Regions from separate parts of the Mus musculus genome. Here all the other regions are linked to region 3. The links are chromatin contacts, called in public HiCAR-type, HiChIP or PLAC-seq and promoter capture Hi-C maps. All regions are on one chromosome and are shown on one strand. Each heading gives the region's core, a stretch centred on a gene start, on an enhancer-like site or on the middle of the called end of the contact. The rest is flanking DNA. Distances are from core to core; before and after follow the strand shown. Region 1 holds the start of Pcbd2 (pterin 4 alpha carbinolamine dehydratase/dimerization cofactor of hepatocyte nuclear factor 1 alpha (TCF1) 2). Region 2 holds the start of Ddx46 (DEAD box helicase 46). Region 3 holds the start of Hnrnpa0 (heterogeneous nuclear ribonucleoprotein A0). Region 4 holds the start of Nsd1 (nuclear receptor-binding SET-domain protein 1). Region 5 holds the start of Fam193b (family with sequence similarity 193, member B). Region 6 holds the start of B230219D22Rik (RIKEN cDNA B230219D22 gene).

Region 1 (3,046 bases), core at 226-2,725, 2.4 Mb before region 3:
CTCAGCCCCTCCTTTGTGGACTTAGCATTACAGTCGCTAAATGTGTGGACTTGCAACGGAAATCAGATTCAAGAATCATGTTCTTGTTGGACTACTGAAAAGCTGAAAAGATTTCATATAAATGTGTTTTTCCTATGACAACTAGCAGGTACAAAAATGTCCACTAGAATTGACTGTTGTTGCTTTTTAATACTTGAACATAATGAATTTCTTTTCTAGTGTCGTCAAACAGGAAAGTGTTGTCTCAGAAGAGGAGCTAAGATGGGAAGTATGGGCTAGGACGGGAAGTGCAGGTCTACTACAGGACCAGGTGAAAAATAAAGTCACTGAAACAATTCAAAGTGGTTTCGCTTGTTTCTGGGAATGGCAGACTTTAGGAGAAACTCCTAATTCTAATTAAAACATGTTAATTCTGTGCTAGAGCACAGACATTGCCCAGTCATATACTAGCACACAGCTAGATTGAGATCCAAAGGAAGTTAAGAACCCTGTCCTTGCCTGGAGGTTGAGTCTGGTCTAGTTTAGGACACAGCAAAGAGATGACATGGGCCGCTGAGATGGCTTAGCAGATAAAGGTGCTTGTCACCAAGTGTGAAGATCTGAGTTCGATCCCTGTGTTCCACACGGTGGGAGGAGAGAACTGGCAAATTGGTAATATTAATGTGCTAATTTAGAAAAACTAACAGGATAGTGCATGGTGACACGTCCAAAATCCCCAGCTTCTGGGAGGTGGAGATGGATGTTCCAGGCCAGCCTCTGCAACTCTACCTGGCTTCATGAAACTGTCTCAGGAAAGGAATACAACAAAGTTACCTAGTAAAAAAACCAAAATGAGGGGGCTGGAGAGATGATTCAGTGGTTAAGAGCACTGACTGCTGAGTTCAAGTCCCAGCAACCACATGGTGGCTGGCTCAAAACCATTTGTCATAAGATCTGACGCCCTCTTCTGGTGTGTCTGAAGATAGCTACAGTGTACTTACATATAATAAATAAATAAATCTTTAAAAAAAAAAAAAAAAACAAACCCAAAACCAAAAAGATACAAATCGAGCTAAAAGCTGCAACATTTTACTCAAAACTCAGCACTAAGTTAAGCCCCGCCCCTACCCCCCCCACCCAGCATGGGTTTTAAAATGAATTTTATTGTCAGTTACATCGCAAGAAAAAAAATGACAAAAGAATAATAAAGATCAATATACACACATAGGACCTGCATGTAAGGGAACAGAGTTGTCTCCACCCGTCCTGGGTGGGTAATGCACTTGTGCATGCAGCATGGTCGAGCTGCAGAGAGGAGCGAGCTCAGCGCGGCGTTCCGGGTCGCGGCAGCCGGGTCTTTAAGCCCTGAGCACAGCAGCGGTGGCCCGGCGCGCAGAGGGCGCTCGGTCTGCAAAGAGTTCCCGCGGGCGCGGCGGCCATCCCCTTCGGGGGCCTTCGGTGCCTGCGCCGCGTCAGGCAGCACGCCGGGCAGCCCGGGACCATGGTGGCGGCAGCGGCGGTGGCTGTAGCGGCGGTGGGAGCGCGTAGCGCGGGGCGGTGGCTGGCGGCGCTGCGCAGCCCGGGCGCGAGCAGGGCGGCCATGGTGAGTGCGGCCCGGGCGAGCCACCGGGCCTTCGTTCCTTCTGCTGCGTGGGGGCGACTGCGCGCGCAGACCCGCAGCTCACACGCCATAGCCCCCGCGCGGGGGAGGACGAGGCTGGGAGACATCCGTGAGTTCGAGACCAGCCAGGGCTCCGTAGTGGACCCTGCCTCAAACAAAACAGAACACCCAGACAGCTTCTGCCGTAGTTTTTGAGCGTGCTCACCGGAAACATTATCGTGGGAAAAAACAAATCCAAATGTGACGTTTAGTTGCGAAGCCATTCTGTGGGCTGCGAGCAGTCCTGGGGTGACCAGGACCTAAGTGACCAGCTAACCGTGTTGTTCTTGGTCAGGGGGCTTTAGAAGAGTTAGTAACCCCTCCACGCCCTTTTCCCGTTTTTGAAGGGCACATCGATTTTTTTTTCCCTCACCACTTTTAAAGAGGACATTTCGTTTTCTTACTCTGTCAGATTTTAGAATTTTGCCTGTGCGTTGCGGCTTGTAATTCTTACATCTGGCGAGGCTGAGGCAGGAGGATTACGGCGCAGCCGGCGAGGAGTGCTGGGAGACCGTCTGAGGTGTACTTTGAGAGTGTGAGGGGTAGAGGGGAGAGAGAGTTAGCCGAGGGTAAGTTTTTTTTAACACGCAGCTCCATCTAGTGGAAAATGCAGCATGAAACTCACCGTTTCCTTTACGGGCGCTCACTAGAGCCTATTTGACAACGTTTTTATGAAGAACTCGTAGACATAATTTATTTTCCTGTAAAATTTCTATAATGAATTTCCCCAAATAAATATTTTTCTTATATTACACAGTAGAATTGTTGAAGTCAGAAAATTATGCTGATAACGTCCATTGTTTTTGACTAATGACTTTAGAGATTTTTTTGTTTCCTGGTGTAATCCAGGACTAGTCATTGCATTTGGTTAACATTTTAAAAATTAATTTAATTAAAATAATTTTCATACAGATGTATTCAGGTACACTAAACTCTGCTCCCTTTCCTACCTGATTCTTTTCTTCCAATAAAAGAAGGAATGACATTTCATTTTGCTTTGTTTTTAATGGATGAGTTTCTTGTAGCTAAGGCCGACCTTGAACTCAGATACATTCCTGCTTCCACCTCCCAAGTCCTGAGAACACAAGCCTGTGCCACCACCCTCGATGTGAAATTGCTTTACTATAAAACATGTAAACTAGCTCAGATTTCTGTACAACTCGATTGCTGCAACCTAGGTGAGTTTTAGGGCCTGCTCCTGCCTAAGGTGCTGGTGACCTTACAAAACCATGGTGCCTGGGAAGGAATGAGTAGACAGATTGATTGGAATGGCTGCTGTGTGTCAGAGTCTGTTTTGGGCACCATCACATTTACGACCTTTCCCCCTCCTTTCAGCTCTTCCTCCCTTCCTCATCCCTGTCTTTCCTTCCACCTAATAATGGGGATGTAGACCAAGCTGGCCTTAAA
Region 2 (3,186 bases), core at 469-2,968, 2.5 Mb before region 3:
CATTTTATCTTGTGTGTTTTGCCTGCCTGTATGTATTTATACCATATGTGTGCTTGGTGCTTAGGGAGGTAAGAAGAGAGCATTGGAGCCCCTGGAATTAGAGTTATGAATGGTTCTGAACCACCGTGTCTGTAATGGGAATCGAACCCAGATCTTCCGCAGGAGCAACAAGGGCTCTTTACCTCTGAGAAATCTTTTTAGCTATGCAGAGTATCTTTTAAAACCAAACTCGAACAGAAATGTTAAATTTGGCTGGGCAGTGGTGGCACACACTTTTAATCCCAGCACTTGGGAGGCAGAGGCAGGTGGATTTTTGAGTTCGAGGCCAACCTGGTCTACAGAGTGAGTTCCAGGATAGCCAGGGCTACAGAGAAACCCTGTCTTGAAAAAAAGAAAAAAAAAAAAAAAAAAAAAGAAACCAAAATTCTGGTCTACAGAGTGAGTTCCAGGACAGCCAGGGCTACACAGAGAAAGCCTGTCTCAATAAACAAAGAAAACAAACAAACAAACAAACAAAAATAGGCCAGGCAGTAGTGACGCATGACTTTAATCCCAGCACTTGGGAGGCAGAGGCAGATGGATTTCTGAGTTCGAGGCCAGCCTGGTCTACAGAGTGAGTTCCAGGACAGCCAGGGCTACACAGAGAAACCCTGTCTCAGAAAACCAACCAACCAACCAACCAACCAGCCAACCAAAAACCAATGACCGCACCTGCCAATGGTGTGATGCATGGCCCCAGGCATCCAGGTGTTCTTCTAGAATGCATTGTCTGTTCCTTTTCTGGTTTTGAGTTTGTTTTAAAATAGTTGCTCAGTGGTTCCCTTTATTAGGCCTAATTGGTTTTCATGAAAACATCCTTTTCCTAGGAAGGCATAGACGCCTCCATTTTTTGCAGTCATGAAGTTAGTCTTTTGCAGTCTTGGAGGACCTCTGTAGGTAGGGAATCTATTTGCTCTTGCTTTGCTTTGTTCTACCAAGGCCAGGTTGTCTTTAATCTGATTGGTCATTTGAGGTGTTTGTAGGCATAGGAAATCCTTTGGGAGGGCTTCTTTGTTCCAGTATAGGGGTAAGTTCGGTAAGTAAAACACTTAAAGGACAGGTCAAAATGTGAATATAAAGATAATAAGCAGAAATGGAGTGATCCAGACAAAGAGCCAGAGCAAGAGGGAGGCCCGTGCTTTTTGTCTGGTGCCTTTGGGCCCCATTTCCTGAGCGGTTGAACGGATCATGTATTCCCCCCTGCCCCGAAAGCTTCCCAGTGTTAAGAACTATTATAATCCTTAGTGCAGTTTATCTCTGTTCTGTAGATTCTAAGTCTTCACATCTCATATTGAAGAGTCTTTCCTCTTCAGTATGATGCTCCTTGTGTCGAAGACACATCACTACTATTAGTTGTCAGGATCTGGCATACACATAAGTGACTCAGTACGGAGCATATAAGGAGACAGGAGCATTAGTTAATGCAGATTAAGGCAAACAGACACACTCCCTGGGAGAGCCGCAGGCTGCATTAGGTTCCTCGGTGGTCTGCAGCGAAGACCCTTTGCAAGGCTGACCTGGCTGATGGCACACTCCATAGCGCCAAAAAGGGCTGCGGGTTGCGCTAGAAAAGTAAGTTGTTGCTGCCGGCGCAGCCCGCGCCGCGCGGCCTCCAGTCGGTTGGTGGCGCTCTGGAGAAGCAGCCGCTTCCTTCCGCCCGCTCCTTCCTTCCGCACCCCGGCACCAGCACATCCTGTTTTCGTTGGCCACGCTCTGATGGCGGTCACTGCTGGAGCTCTGTCCATTTCGTAGGACCGGTCCTCGCTCGGTACCGTGAGAGCTTGCTGCCTCCCTCCTTTGTCCTCTTCATAGGCCTGCGCATCGTCCCCGAGGGCGCAGGCCTTCTGCTGGCCGGCAGCATGGGCCGGGAGTCTCGGTGAGTCCGCGGGCGAGCGGCTTCTTGGGCTCGGAGGGGAGCGAGCGGGTGGAGGGAGCGGCGCTGCGGGTAGAGTGCGGGTGGCCGCGCGTGTGGCTGCTGAGGACCCGGTCACCCGGGCTGTGACGAGGCGCAGCTGGCATGCAGGGCAGCCGATTGCCGTGAGCTTGCGACCACCGGTCGAGCCCTGAGCGGGAACAGTCCCCCTGACCCCACCCCGCCCATCACGGAGCCTCCCGCCTCATCCCCCGGGTCAACCCAGAGCCGGTTCACTCCCGTTCCTCTTCGTCTTCACAACATTGTTTGCCTCCACTCTGGGTTACTTTCGTGCGCACGTGGGCCTCTCTGCCTAAGTCATTTAGAAGGAGCGTATGCAGGCCTTTTTTACGCACCTGCTATATGTGCAGGACCGGCTTTTATTGGGTTACAACAAAAACACCTGTTCCATGGCCATTTATTCCGCGGATACATTTTGTTACTATGTTGCCTGCTTCTTTGTGAAACCTTTCACGCGGGCACCTTACGGTGTCTTCAAAACTTTAGGTTTTAATAACGGATTAGGACCTTGAGGTAGATGATGATGATATTATTACTACTACTACTATTATTATAATCATCATCTTGAAAGATGAGATGACTGGTATGTATGTAGCCAGTCTGAAAGGTACTGTGGTTCACTGTGTAGGGAGAATGAAAACTTGGCGTACTGGGTTAAAACTTAGGTTCAGGGAAACAAGCCAAGTGTGAGTGGAGCAGCTTGAAATTTTTGCAAACCAAAAAAACCTGTAGCATCTTCCGTATAAAGGGTGTATTGCCAGTGACCATGGTTCTTTTTTTGGGGGGGTGGGGGGTCCGAGACAGGGTTTCTCTGTATAGCCCTGGCTGTTCTGGAACTTACTTTGTAGACTAGGCTGGCCTCGAATTCAGAAATCTGCCTGCCTCTGCCTCCTGAGTGCTGGGATTAAAGGCGTGCGCCACCACACCCGGCCTGAATTACCTTTCTTGATCTTGCTGTTATAATTATTATATTTGTATTGCTGGAATCAAAATAACAATAAGACCTTGCCATTTTTTGACTTAGTATCTGTTGGATCCTGTTACTTTCAAGAGGAAATTCAGACTCCCCAGACCTTTCGCAGAAGGTCCTTTTCACCCATTTACCTGCGTACAGTTGACTTCCTGTGGTGCCTGGCTTCCGCTCATCTGGAGCTTTCTAGGTAGATCCTGAGAAGGCTCAGAAAGCGAATGGATTGTTGATTCCTAGTAATGGC
Region 3 (3,030 bases), core at 179-2,678:
CCCCAAAAAACACAAATTAAAACAAGACATTTTTTTGCTAGTATAAAAACGACCAAGGTCCAAGTAATAATAAAAAAATAGAGTCCATCAATGACTGTAACACAAAAATGTGTGTGTGTGGGGCCGAGTCCACCTTCAGGGGGGGTAACGGGCAGGCAAGCGGGGGGTGTCGTGCCCCCCAGGGTGAGCGGCTTCCCCCGAGGGCACCTGGGGCGGGCGCGGAGGGCGACGATGGCCGCGCCCGCCGCCGGCATCCGGAACCCGGCTTCTAGAACGAGCCTCCGCCGTAGCCGCCGCCGTAGCCGCCTCTGTACGGTCCACTGTTGCTGCGGCCGCCCCAGCTGCCGCCGCCGCCGCCGCCTCCGCCGCTCTTCATCGGCCCGTACGAGGACTGGTGCTGGCTGTAGCTGCCGAAGCCGCCGAAGCCGTTGCCGTAGTCGCTGCCGCCGTATGAGCCGCCGCCGCCGCCACCGCCCCCGTAGGCGCCGTAGCCCCCGTAGCCGCCGTAGCTGTTGTAGCCGCCGCCGCCGCCACCGCCGCCCTTGGCCAGCCCGTTCTGGTCTCGGCCGCCGCCGCCGCCTCCGCCGCCGCGGCCCCGGCCTCCGCCGCGCCCGCCCCGGGCCGCCCGCGCACCCCCGCCGCCCGCGTGGATATCCTCCTTGGGCACCGCCTTCTTCACCTCCACGCGGTGGCCCTGGATCGGGTGGAACTTGACCACCGCGGCCTTGTCGGCCGCGTCGTGGCTCTGGAAGTAGACGAAGCCGAAGCCGCGCTTCTTGCCCGACTGCTTGTCGGCAATGATCTCCGCCTTCTCCACCGCGCCGAACTGCGAGAAGTGCTCGATCAGGTCGCCCTCCGCCACGTCGCCCTTGAGGCCGCCCACGAACAGCTTCTTCACCTTGGCGTGCGCCCCGGGCCGCGCCGAATCCTCCCGCGACACGGCGCGCTTCAGCTCCACCGTGTTGCCGTCCACCGCGTGCGGCGACGCGGCCATGGCGGCATCCGCCTCCTCCACGTTCGAGTAGGTCACGAAGCCGAAGCAGCGGGAGCGCTTCGTCTGGGGGTTCACCACCACCACGCAGTCCGTCAGCGTCCCGAAGGCCTCGAAGTGGCCGCGCAGCCCCGACTCACTCGTCTGCACATTGAGGCCGCCGATGAACAGCTTACAGAGCTGCGAGTTCTCCATGTCGGCCGCCCGGGCCCTGCCCCCGCCCTGCGCGCTCCGCCGCGTCGCCGTCGCCCGTTAGCGGTCGCCGAGGCCTCGTCCGAGCCCGGGCCCGGCCGCCGCCGCCACCGCCGGCGGGGAAGGGGCGGGAGGGGGAGGGAAGGGGCGCGCTGCCGGCCCGAGGGCGAGCCGAGGACGCTGGAACCCGACCGGGGCCGCCGCGGCCGCCACCTCCGCTCCCCTATCGGGACACCACACAAAGAGGCCGCTGAAGGCGCGCGCACCCTCCCCGCGCGGTGCGTCACAAGCGACGCCGGGACGCCGGCCAATCGCCTGGCCGCTCGCCTTGGTCCCGCCCACCGCGCCGCAGCGCCGCTCTCGGTCGCGGCCTCCCCGCCCTCCGCGGTTTCCCCACCACCCCGGTCCGGGCCTGGGGCTCCTCGGCGACCGCCGCTCCTTCCGCCTCCGCGCTCGCACTCGACGCGGGGCCGCGGGGCCGCGGGGCCCGGGAGACCGCCCGCCAGAGCCCTCCGCGCGTCTCCGTGGAGCGTTTCCTGGCGACCGCGCGGCTGTTCCCGCAGTCGTCCCTCCCTCCCTCCCCTCGCCGGATGCCCAGGCCCAGCTCCGCAGTGGCGTTCGCGCCAGCCCCTTGAGGGACGTGACCTGCCGGCCAATCAGCGGCTGCTCCTCAGACCCACTTCCGTTTTCCGCTGCCGCGGGACGGGCGCGCTCCTCTCGAGCACTGGCCCGGCGCCTCCCGTGCGGAACCCTCTGTCGCCCGCACGCTTCGTCCTCGCGGGAATTCTGGCCGTTCCCAACGGATCAGCCCGGGTGGCCCCCGCGCGGACTTTTTAAAAACTTGACTGTTGGGGGCCGGCCCGCACCCGGCGTCGGCTCCCCTAGGGGCGGCACAAAGATGGAGGGCCTCGGCCTGACCCCAAGGCGGTTATTGGCCGTTTACGGTGGGCTGGTGGCTCCATTAATCCAATGCGACTCTTGCCCCGTGCCACTCTGCCCGCCGAAGCAAGCCCATGAGAGGGAACACCACCAAAGCCCTTGAGACCGGGTAACCCAGACCAGGCCCGAGCCAGGCCTGCGGTAGCCGCTGGCGATGCTCCGCCCTGTGAACTCAGCAGCGAGCTCCTGCGGACATGTTCCTTGCGAGCCACGCAGGATTTATTCGGCCCCATCCTTACACTGCTAGCCTTGAGCCAGGCTGACCTCGAACTCCCAAGCACTAGATTATAAGCATGCCCTATGAGATTTCCTATTTTTATTGCCTTCTCACCGCCATCCCAACTGTGGTTTGGGAATTAAACCCAGGGGACTTAACTAGAGTTGGAGCAGTGTCCCCCGACACGTCCTATCCCCATTCTGTCCCGTTACTTCTCATCTCCCTCATCTGGTGCACCCCTGTGACCTGCAGCCAGCAGCTTCTACTGGGCTGCCAGCTTCGTGAATATGAACAGCCATTTTGCCAACTTTATCCATATAACTAGATTTTAAAAAAAAACTGTCAGGGACTGTGCTTAGTGTTCACGGATAAGATCTCAATTTCTACAGTGTCTTAGGGTTGTAGAAATAAGGCAAGCTGGGAAGGAACGGCCTTATTTGGTTTACATTTCCAGATCATAGTCCATCACTGGAGGAAGTCAGGACAGGAACTCAAACAGGACTGGAACCTGGAGGCAAGAGCTGATAGAGGCTGTGGAGGGGTGCTGCTTGCTAGCTTCTAGCTTCACAGGGCTTGCTTCTCCGACTGCTTTAGTATAGCACACAGGATCATAAAGGATGGCCCTCACCACCCACAATGAGCTAGGCCCTGCCCCACTGATCACCAATTGAGAAAATGCCCTCCAGCTGAA
Region 4 (3,220 bases), core at 582-3,081, 2.9 Mb before region 3:
TGCCCCCACCTCACCCCCCAAGGCTCTTAGCATCCTCAACAAGTATTTGCTGAGCTAACAAATCAGAAGGGAACAGTTCTGAAAGAGGCTGCTCTATGGCCAAGAATCCGTGCAGGTACCTTGCATCAGGGTACCTGATAAAAGATCCATAGATTATAGAGGAAGAAATGGGGGCTGAGGTCTTTGCCTGACAGTTACATCCCCACACACCTGTGTGTCTGACAGGCCCAGCATTTCATGGCATCTGTTGGGTGTGTCGGCTCACACAAGGATGTTGCCCACCCCACCTGTGAAAGTAATAGTCCTGAGAATGTGCACAAAGGGCTTGACCTAGTCCTTAATTCTTTGCAGACTAGTAAAGGGTTAAAGGAACAGACGTGTGTCAAGCGCTCAGTGGTGTCTAATGCATGATACCCGCTCAACAAGGATTTGTTCTCATATGTCTGCAGGTGAGGTGTGCAGGCCCAGAAGAGATTCTTGAGTTATAATCAGTAGAGAAGAGCTAGGTCTACACCCCAGAACCCAATCCTACAGGAAAGCAGCCCCGTCTCACTTGAGGATTCAGTATCCTTCTGAATATAGAAGCTCAGCTCCATAAGCACTCTGGTTGTGTCACTGTGGTAGACAGTTTTATAGTAGGAGGAAGGGAGGACCCCCAGGGGTTACCTAGGGAAGTCTGATATTTCCCTGGGGTCTCAGTCTTGTTTCTGTCAGTAACTAGGTCATCCTGAATGGGGGTGAGGGGGAGGTAGGAGGTTAAGGAGAGGGTCCTGCAGAGCAGTAATGTGCTTACATCAGCTAGTCTCTCTCGGTACCCTTTTTTCCCTGAGGCCACAGGTTGCCTGGCACACTAGCTCCCATTTTGCTTCCCCAGAGCCTGGTGCATTGCCTAGACTGCAGGAAACGGTTGCTGAAGGAAGCAATGAGTTACATTTCAGTATTTGTCAAATATGTCTGTAATTGTTAAGGACAGAGTGTTAGCCTGTTTCAGGATCCTCCCAGATGCCTGTGTCTTGGAGGCCACAGATGAGGAAACAGAGGTTTGGGACTGAAAGATAACTTCTTCAAGGCCCTCCAGTGGCAGTTCCAAGTACCTCAAAATGGCTAGGCACTGGGAAGGGCTGTGGAGTGATTAGCATTGGGGTAACTGCCAGTTAGAAATGACAGGCTCAAATGATTACTTGTGAAAAAGGATCCAGTGAGAGCTTTCCTATTGAATTGCCCGAAGGTGTTAGCAGGAGTTATTCCTTCGTAGAACAAAAGACCGGGTCTCCATGGGAGAGGGCCCCAGTTTTTTTCCGGCTAGTTTTAGCGCAGGGAAAGATGCCAGTCAACTTTGCATCTGGAAACTCCTTTAAACTAACCCGAGGGACCTGAGGTCACAGTAGCCTCTTCACTCTTGCTTCCGCCGGGCACCTTCTCTCAGGAAACCCACTTGCCCTCTTGGCAGGGCCAGGGCTCCAGCATTACTGATGGTATGCTGAAGGCTTAGCTCTGAGCCTCCTTTAATGGACTGTGGGTCTTGGACAGCAAGCAGCTGGAAGCATCCTAAGCCGCTGCTTGCTGGACACAGTCACGAGGTGAAGGGCAGGGAAGGATGGAGTTTGGCCCAACCATTGCAGATCCCCAACCGGTACAGATACTTGGCAGGGGAACGCCAAAAGTGCCTGTTCTCCCAGGTGGGGGTCTAGTTACCAGAGGGCCCTCGGTAAACACTCTACTGGGGCAATAACTATGCACATTTACTAAGCCTCTGGAGGAATGGTGGTCACGTGGCCATCGAGGGCGGCGCCCTCGGCTTTAAAATGAACTCCAAATCACCGAAGGCTTTCTGGAAGAGGCGGGAATTCTCGGGGCCGTCCAATATGGCTTTCTCTCAACAACAAGGATGCGCTTAACGCTCTAGGGACCAAGTCATGCCTGAGGTGAGCTTCTTGCGGTGAAGCAAACCCAGGAAGCAGCAGGGTCCGGGAAGGGAGAAGTGCCTCAGGGGACTGGAGTGGCTGGACCAGGCCTGGTCCAGTCCCTGACCTTCCACTGTCTTTGAGGAATGGACGCGCTACAGCCCTACGAGGTCAGGGCGGCGGGGTCCTGGTGCTAAGTGCGCGCCAGCAGGACCCCGTCCTCCTAACGCAGAGCCTTCCTAGGCCGGGGGTTTGCGCCTTTCATGCTTGGCCAGCCCGTCCAGCCTGTCGGCCGTCCCTGTGCAGTCGCGCAGGGGTCCCGATGCCTGGGCCTCAGGGGCGAAGCGCGCTCGAGAGGGCCATCTGCCTGGGTGTGGAGAACTGCAGCGTCCGCGGTGCGAGGCGCTGCCCCTCCCGGCCCCCGGCCCCGCGCGCCCGCACCTCTCCAAGGCCGCCAGCGCCCGCAGCCCCGGGGCCGCCGTGCCAGGCCCAGACCCAGACCCACACTAGGCGCTGGAGGCGGTGCAGGGATTAGTGGACCCCTCCCCCCGAGCTCCCCTCGCCCCGCCCGGGGCAGCGAAGACCCCTGGGCCCGAGGGTGACCGAGGAGCTTCGTCCCCGCGGGGTCTGGACCGGGGGCTCGGCCTCGCTGGGCGGGGGCTGCACGGCGACAGGCCGAGGTGCGGGCGCGCCGTTAGGCTGTGTCCCAGAGGCCGGGGTGTGGGGCGTGGGCTCAGGGCTGCGGGGTCTCTCGGCCTCAGGCCCGGGTTGAGGCCACGGTCCTGCGGCCAGTACCCCGGGGCGGGTCACCCGACCCTGCTCCCCGGAGCCGCTCACCCCGCACGGCCCGGCCTGGGGAGGGAGAGGGAAGGGAAGGGGTGGTGGGTGAGGGGCCGTGGGGACCGCAGGGCCGAGTCCCCGGCCCGCCCGCACGCGCTGCTCCAGGGCGGCTGCCCCAGGCTCCCGGGAGGAGCCAATCCCCTGCCTCGCGGGCGTCGAGCCTGCGGCCGAAAGGGAGTCCCAGGGCTGTAGAGGCTTGGCTCGGGGAGGCAGACCCGAGCTGCTGCTGCCTCCATTTTGTTTCCTGTTCAGCTTGGTCTGTAGTGGTGGTGGTGGTGTGGGTTTGGGGTGCGGCTGGGCAAGGGGGTTCCCCTGCGGCCACGTCTGCTCGGGGCCTGGGGCCTCGAAGACCCCCATGCCAAACCCCCCAGGTGAGCCCTACAGCGAGACGGGGGTAGCCTCGGCCTCGGGTCGAAACCAGCGGGGCTGAGGGCAGGTGCCCAGTGGATGGGGAGCCCGGGCTGGAACCTAAGATG
Region 5 (3,138 bases), core at 360-2,859, 2.6 Mb before region 3:
AGGGCATCCTCCCAGCCCGTGGTGTTCACTGTTCAGTGCTTGGGACAGACACATCAACAAGTTTCATCACAGAAGGAGTGGTGCCATTGAAGGGAAGCAAAGAGGGTGGTGGGCACAGAGGGGGCACTTGGTTTAACTGGGGAGGTCAGGGAAAGCGTTCCAGGAATGGTACCCCAAATGGCATCCCCACTCACATGCACAATTCCAGAGATTCTACTAGAAGGCTGTCAAGAGCCATGCCTTCAGGCTGCACCAGCCTCCCAGAGTCCCCTGCTGCCCGATGCAGTGTCTGCAGAGCCAAACGCATCTTCCGCCACGCCTCGTCCTCATCCGGGCGCTGCATCCGACCCTCCAAGACTCCTGCAGGGGCCTGCCTTCCTTGGCAGGCTCAGCCAAAAAACCAACTCAAAACTCTTTTGTCAGAGCAAGCTTAGGGTGAGCCACCCAGCCCCGGGTGCCACAACCCTCCCTGAGCAACTGTGGCCCACGCCACCCCCGCCTCTCCTGTTTGCTCCTTTTTGCTCAAAAGAAAGTGACCTTCCAGGTGGCAAGCTGGAAGCTTCCGAGAATCCTCCCAAATACTCTTAGTCTCGCAGGATTCACCAAACTAGTGGACTGGCGGGGGTTGGAGGTGGGAGTGGGGGCTCCTTATGGGACAGGAGATAGGAGGAGAACAAGGGTTTCCTCTTTAGTGGAGTTATTCTAACAGTCTTTGGGGCCGCCAACTGTTCTGCTGGGTAGGGAAAGGAGAGAGGTCCCGGAAGGCAGATGCAGAGAGGTACAGCTGTTGAGGGTAGCGGCTGCAGACCGTGCAGGGGAAGGGATGAAGCTGCTGGGGGCGGGGGTGGAGGGGCGCACAGAGGCTGCAGCCTTGCAGGTTCCAGCGCCCTGAGATGATGGTCTTTTAGGGGCTAGGGGATAGGGGGGAATCAGGTGGCTCCAAAGGGAAGTGGAGGGCAGAGAACTAAGCGGTGGTCTCGGGACCTGAGCGAGTCCCAGAGAGCATAAATGGTCAGAAGATTTAGCTCCGGAGCAGGGCCTGAACGGGTAGCTTTACAAGGGTCGCAAGAGGGTTGGCTGAGCTTTGGCTTTGGAGAGGGGTCCAGCTTCCACTCCCGGCAAGCGGGTTGAAAGCATCTGCCCCGGACTTGGGATTTGGTCCCAGACCCACAGTATGGTCCATGCCCACTCCCGCCCCACTCCCGCTCCCGCTCTGGGGAGGTGTAAGCAGCCCGGCAGTCGGAGTCGTTTTGCTCGATCCTACCTGAGGGCCTGGAGCCAGCTTGGGCTCTTCTTCCTCTCGGGGACCGTCGCAATCCAGCTCGGCGGGCACCTCCGGGGGCCCTGCACCGGCTCCCGCTTCCAGGCTCGGCGGCGGCGGCTGCGGCTCGGGCGCCTGGGGCTTCTGCAGCCCCGCGGCCCGCGCCCGCTCCCGCCGGCCCGCGCCGCCGCTTGGCCTGCTCCGCCTCCGAGTCATGCTGCCTCTTGCGCCGCTCCCCCGCTCGCTGGCTCCTCTCGCGCCTCCGCCGCCGCCGCCGCCGCCGCCGCCGCCGCCGCCGCCGCCGCTCCCCTCACAGGACAACAGCCAATATGGCGGCGCCCGGCGCCCCTCCCCGCCTGCTGCCAACAGGTCAGAGGGCACACTCAGTCCGCGCCGCCGCAGTCGCCACGGAAGCCGCCAGCGCCATTTTTAATAAGGCCACCTCGCTGGGCTTCGCAGGAGACCAGCCCCGGGCGAGATCCTGTCCTAAGCACTAGTCCGAAAGGCTGCGATCGGCTGGAGAAACACATTGGGCTCTGTAATAGCGGGCCTAGGAGCTTAATTATCCATTAAATAATGAGTGAGTTACTAATCTTTTTGCTGCGAACTTTTCACGCTCATCTCTTGGCTCCTCCCTAAATCACTTGGAAACAGGTACGAATTATTCCCATTTTGCAATGGACAAGCACTGGCTGCAAAATGCCTACCATAGATTCCTAGATATCATCCCACCACACCTGTGGTCAGCCTGAGGCGAAAGAATAGGCAGGTCTTTACTTGTCGTTTACTGGGAGCCCCACGTTCTGTGCTCAGAACTGCAGGACCCAGACTCAGGTCGTTCTTGAGGCTGATGGGGAAGGGGGTCACTTAAATAGATAATAGGATCGGCGTGACAAGGATGAAATGATTAAAGCACATACTCTGGCAATGTTTTTTTTTTTTTTTAAGTGGTATGTGCGAGAGAGGTCTTTAACCCACAAAGCAAAATTAGAAATGTTTTAATAGCTCAGCATTTTAGTTGTTAATATGTCATCTCCACCCATTTTCTTCCCACAGGGGGAGAAAAATTCAGGCACATGGAACAAAAAAATATATGTATTTTTTTTTTAAGTTTCCAATGCTGTCTTATGCCTTGTCGAGTGAAACTGGAACTTTTTAGTAGTTACACGTGGAATTTATATTGATAACATCAATCAGAACAAAATCTGAAACTTTGACTACCAAGAAGTAAATCAATTTTTAAAAATTGCTCTATTTATCTTATTGTTTTAATAGGTATGTGTGTGTATGTGTGTGTGTCGGTGGGACTGGGTTAAACTTCTTTGGCCTAACTTGCTCCATCTTGAAGTCTGTCCTCCGTTTTGCATGGCCCCAATTCCAAGAAAAACCACAAATGTTCTAGAGTCTACCACTCAGGGAAGGGGAGGAACATCTGGCCTTTTCTCCAAGATCCTGAAACAGTTGCCACCCTTCTTTCCCTGGAATACCTAGGGGCCACCACAGACCAATCAGGAACCAGGACCTCTGGAAAGCCCCCTAACCACAACCAACCATGGTAAAGGTTGCCTAGACCCTCACCCTAATCTTCCACTTCATACCTGGTTGTGGTTTTCTGCTTTAAAAGGCCTGTGAGCCCACTTCTTGGGCTCATTGCTTCAGCTCCCGAGCCTAACTGCATCTCTAGTCCAGCTAGATCTCTTGGTGAGAGTTTCCCTTGGTGAATAAAAGCTGCTTTTGTTTGACTTTGGATTGTGGCGGCCTGTGCCTCATTATTTGTGTGACCTCAGGCCCAACATTTCTGTGTGTGTGTGTGTGTGTGTGTGTGTGTGTGTGTGTGTGTGTACGCGCGCGCGCGCATACGTGTACTTGTGTGTCAA
Region 6 (2,918 bases), core at 394-2,893, 2.4 Mb before region 3:
TTGGGTACCATGGGGAATCTAGGGTTATTGTTGCCTCCTGCTGGGGAGGTTTTGGTTTTCCCTCAGAAGTCTATTTAGAGACAGAAGACTGTCAATTTCCTTCTTTCTTTCTTTCTTTCTTTCTTTCTTTCTTTCTTTCTTTCAAGATTTATTTATTTATTTCCTGTATGTAAGTGTACTGTCACTGACACACCAGAAGAGGGCATCAGATCTCATTACAGATGGTTGTGAGCCACCATGTGGTTGCTGGGAATTGAACTCAGGACCTCTGGAAGAACAGTCAGTGCTCTTAACCACTGAGCCATAACTCCAGCCCAATACTATCAATTTCATGTTCCGGGCTTATAGTAAGAACTCTGAATCCAGGATAATTCTACAACCAAGCGACTCAGAAGGAAATACCGCCAAATGGAATTAGGCTAGTGGTTCCGCCTTTTAGGATAAAGGATATGGCACATTGTAGAGATGTCAGGGATTAAAAAAAAAAAAAAAACTAAATACTACAGGGCACCCCACATAAAATACCTTAATTATTACACATCTTACATCTGAGAGCCCTAACACCATCACCATCTGAATATTCTCATGTTTGGATATGGGCAGTCCTGCCCTACCCACCCTTAAGAAACTAAAGGGCAGACACTGAGTCTTTTTGTTTGTTTGTTTGTTTGTTTGGGGAGGGTTTCAAGGCAGGCTGTCCTGGAACTCACTCTGTAGACCAGGCTGGCCTCAAACTCAGAAATCCGCCTACTTTTGCCTCCCAAGTGCTGGGATTAAAGGCGTGCGCCACCACTGCCCAGTTTTGAGTTGGTTATTTATTTATTTAGCCATTGTGGGATTTCAGAATCATTTTTATTTGCATTTCCATGATGACTAAGGATTTTCAACATTTCTTTTAGATTTATTTGGGAATACTTCTGCTGCCTGGAGATGAGCTAACTTGAAGCCCAAGGATAGTAAGTACCATGGCTAGAAAATTCTCAAAGACTGAGGTAAGGCTGGGAGCTCCACCTTACCCCTGAGATGCTAGCTGCAGGAAAGAAGCAAGCTTTACTGGTACCTCTGCTGTGAACCCTGACCATGATGAGTCACCCGTGTGCCTACTCATATTGCCGTGCCTAACATTTCTGCTGGTTTATTTTTGTTTGTTCATGCTCTGTAGCCCAGGTTGACTCCAAACTCATTTTATGTATATGAGTACACTGTAGCTCTCAGACACACCAGAAGAGGGCAATCAGATCCCTTTACAGATGGTTGTGAGCCACCATGTGGTTGCTGGGACTTGAACTCAGGACCTCTGGAAGAGCAGTCTGTGCTCCTAACCACTGAGCCATCTCTCCAGCCCCCAGACAATGAATGAGTCTTAAGGGCTGCAGACAGGCATGAGCAAACATCGTTTTCAAACAGCTGTGTAAACGGCTTCTGGACAACTGCAGCGGGCTTCAAACGATGCCTGCGTCACGGAGTGACCCTGCATTCTGGGAAGTCACCGAGCCGACCATCCGCTCGCTCATCTTGGCGGGACTGGAGCTCCGCACAGGGACCGTCCGCTTCGCGCGCGCCTGCGCACTCCGTTCGCGGGCCGCGCGAAGAGTCTCGCGATACTTAGGCGTGCCTGCGCCTGCGCAGGCGGCGCTCACATTCCGGGGCTGTGGCGGCTTCTTCCTCCCGCGTCCGGGGCCCCGCGGTGAGGGCTCCAGGGAGTCGGGCGCTGGCGTGGCCTTCGCCGCCGCCGCCGCCGGCCCTCTGCCGTGACTGGACAGGGCCGCCCGGAGCGGGCGCGGCCGGAGTGAACGGAACGGGCGGGAGCTTTCCTGCCTATGGGCGGCCCCTGGGCGCTCTGAGGGCCGGGCTCCGAGCGGCCGAGGTAGGGCGCGGGGCGGCGGCTGGCGCGGGGCCCGGCGAGCGGGATGCGGGATGCGGCGGCGAGCGCGGGCGCCTCCTTCCTCCGGGGCGGCCTCCTTCCCCGCGGTACTTCCGCCCGGGCGCCCGCCGGCCTCGCGGCAAGCGGAAGTCACGGCGCGGGCCGCGCAGCCAGGGCTGCAGGGTGGGCGCGGGGCCGCAGTCTCGCCCTGGAGCTGCGGTCGTCCCCGCATCCCGAGAGCGCGGCGGGGAACGCCTCGGGGTCCCGTTAGGATGCTGACTTGGGGAAGCGCCGTGGGGCACGGCTAAGGAGCGCAGAGAAGACAAAGGAGACCGTTATTTATGTTGTGTAAACTTCTCGGGAGGCGGGAGCGGAGCAGCATCCTCAGTGGTTGACACGGCCTCCCACACTTGTTTAGAATTATAAAATCATATGTGATTATATACAGTAGTTAGCTAGATAGTAACAAAACACCGAGGGTTGTGGGATATTTGATCCTTGGAGGAGAACGGCGTGTGGGCCTTTGAAGCTTTGCTATATTTACAAAGCTTAAAGGTGCCTTGTGAATTTACTAAAAATAGTTTTTTTGGGAGCAATGTCTGCCACATTCAAGGTAAAAAAAAAAAAAGAAAGAAATGTGATTGTTTCATTGGAAGACGGCAGGATTAAACACCCACAGTAAAACTTAAGGGAAAGCAGGTCGCAGCAGACCTTCAAAACTACTAATTTAGTCACAGTGAAACTCCTCGCTGGCTTCCTTAAACTTACCGGTGCACCATTTTAAAAGATGCTTCTTCGTTTGTTTGATGTGTGCAAGGCATTGGGGTCCACCCCTAGTACCACAAACAAAACAAAACCAACTGTAGCCTTTGCTTTGCAACACGATTTGTTCTGTTAACTCCTAGCTTATGTTCCACCCACGTCTTAAGAGAAATTCCTCCGCCCACTTTTCTCAAATGTAACCTGCATCATTTTAGTGAACTTTGCATGGAAAGAATCCAAGAATAGCTGGGAAAAAAAGCAGTTAAGAGCGTGTACCAGGCTTGAAGAGAAG

Evidence for each region. Promoter capture Hi-C pulls out the DNA fragments that hold promoters and counts their contacts. HiCAR-type assays count read pairs that join an accessible place to other places. HiChIP or PLAC-seq counts read pairs in DNA pulled down with a chosen protein or histone mark.
Region 1: a promoter capture Hi-C map of hippocampal neurons shows a contact between it and region 3, with 2.7 times the contacts expected there. The contact joins the promoter of Pcbd2 here to the promoter of Hnrnpa0 in region 3. A contact is called at or near these places in 3 of 39 promoter capture datasets (embryonic stem cells, hippocampal neurons and liver) and 4 of 115 datasets of contacts at active chromatin or transcription factors (astrocytes, embryonic stem cells and pro-B cells).
Region 2: a contact with region 3 is called in a promoter capture Hi-C map of liver, with 4 times the contacts expected there. The contact joins the promoter of Ddx46 here to the promoter of Hnrnpa0 in region 3. A contact is called at or near these places in 2 of 39 promoter capture datasets (hippocampal neurons and liver).
Region 4: a contact with region 3 is called in an H3K4me3 HiChIP or PLAC-seq map of stem cell-derived neural progenitor cells, with 14 times the contacts expected there. The contact joins the promoter of Nsd1 here to the promoter of Hnrnpa0 in region 3. A contact is called at or near these places in 2 of 115 datasets of contacts at active chromatin or transcription factors (astrocytes and stem cell-derived neural progenitor cells).
Region 5: a promoter capture Hi-C map of hippocampal neurons shows a contact between it and region 3, with 3 times the contacts expected there. The contact joins the promoter of Fam193b here to the promoter of Hnrnpa0 in region 3.
Region 6: a contact with region 3 is called in a HiCAR-type map of astrocytes, with 2.7 times the contacts expected there. The contact joins the promoter of B230219D22Rik here to the promoter of Hnrnpa0 in region 3. A contact is called at or near these places in 1 of 39 promoter capture datasets (liver) and 1 of 115 datasets of contacts at active chromatin or transcription factors (astrocytes).

What each region holds. Positions count from the first base shown.
Region 1 is chr13:55,725,893-55,728,938 of GRCm38.p6, forward strand. Pcbd2 (pterin 4 alpha carbinolamine dehydratase/dimerization cofactor of hepatocyte nuclear factor 1 alpha (TCF1) 2) reads left to right here and starts at 1,476. Exons shown (of 4, transcript NM_028281.1): 1 at 1,476-1,582. The coding sequence starts at 1,481. Txndc15 (thioredoxin domain containing 15) reads left to right here. Exons shown (of 5, transcript NM_175150.3): 5 at 1-335.
Region 2 is chr13:55,633,281-55,636,466 of GRCm38.p6, forward strand. Ddx46 (DEAD box helicase 46) reads left to right here and starts at 1,719. Exons shown (of 23, transcript NM_001282055.1): 1 at 1,719-1,915. The coding sequence starts at 1,899.
Region 3 is chr13:58,127,128-58,130,157 of GRCm38.p6, forward strand. Hnrnpa0 (heterogeneous nuclear ribonucleoprotein A0) reads right to left here and starts at 1,429. Exons shown (of 1, transcript NM_029872.1): 1 at 1-1,429. The coding sequence starts at 1,186. The coding sequence ends at 269.
Region 4 is chr13:55,207,951-55,211,170 of GRCm38.p6, forward strand. It overlaps Nsd1 (nuclear receptor-binding SET-domain protein 1), which reads left to right and starts at 1,832. Exons shown (of 23, transcript NM_008739.3): 1 at 1,832-1,925.
Region 5 is chr13:55,569,511-55,572,648 of GRCm38.p6, forward strand. It overlaps Fam193b (family with sequence similarity 193, member B), which reads right to left and starts at 1,610. Exons shown (of 11, transcript NM_145382.4): 1 at 195-1,610. It overlaps Gm31364 (a long non-coding RNA gene), which reads left to right and starts at 1,586. Exons shown (of 2, transcript XR_873486.2): 1 at 1,586-1,915.
Region 6 is chr13:55,691,481-55,694,398 of GRCm38.p6, forward strand. It overlaps B230219D22Rik (RIKEN cDNA B230219D22 gene), which reads left to right and starts at 1,644. Exons shown (of 2, transcript NM_181278.2): 1 at 1,644-1,867.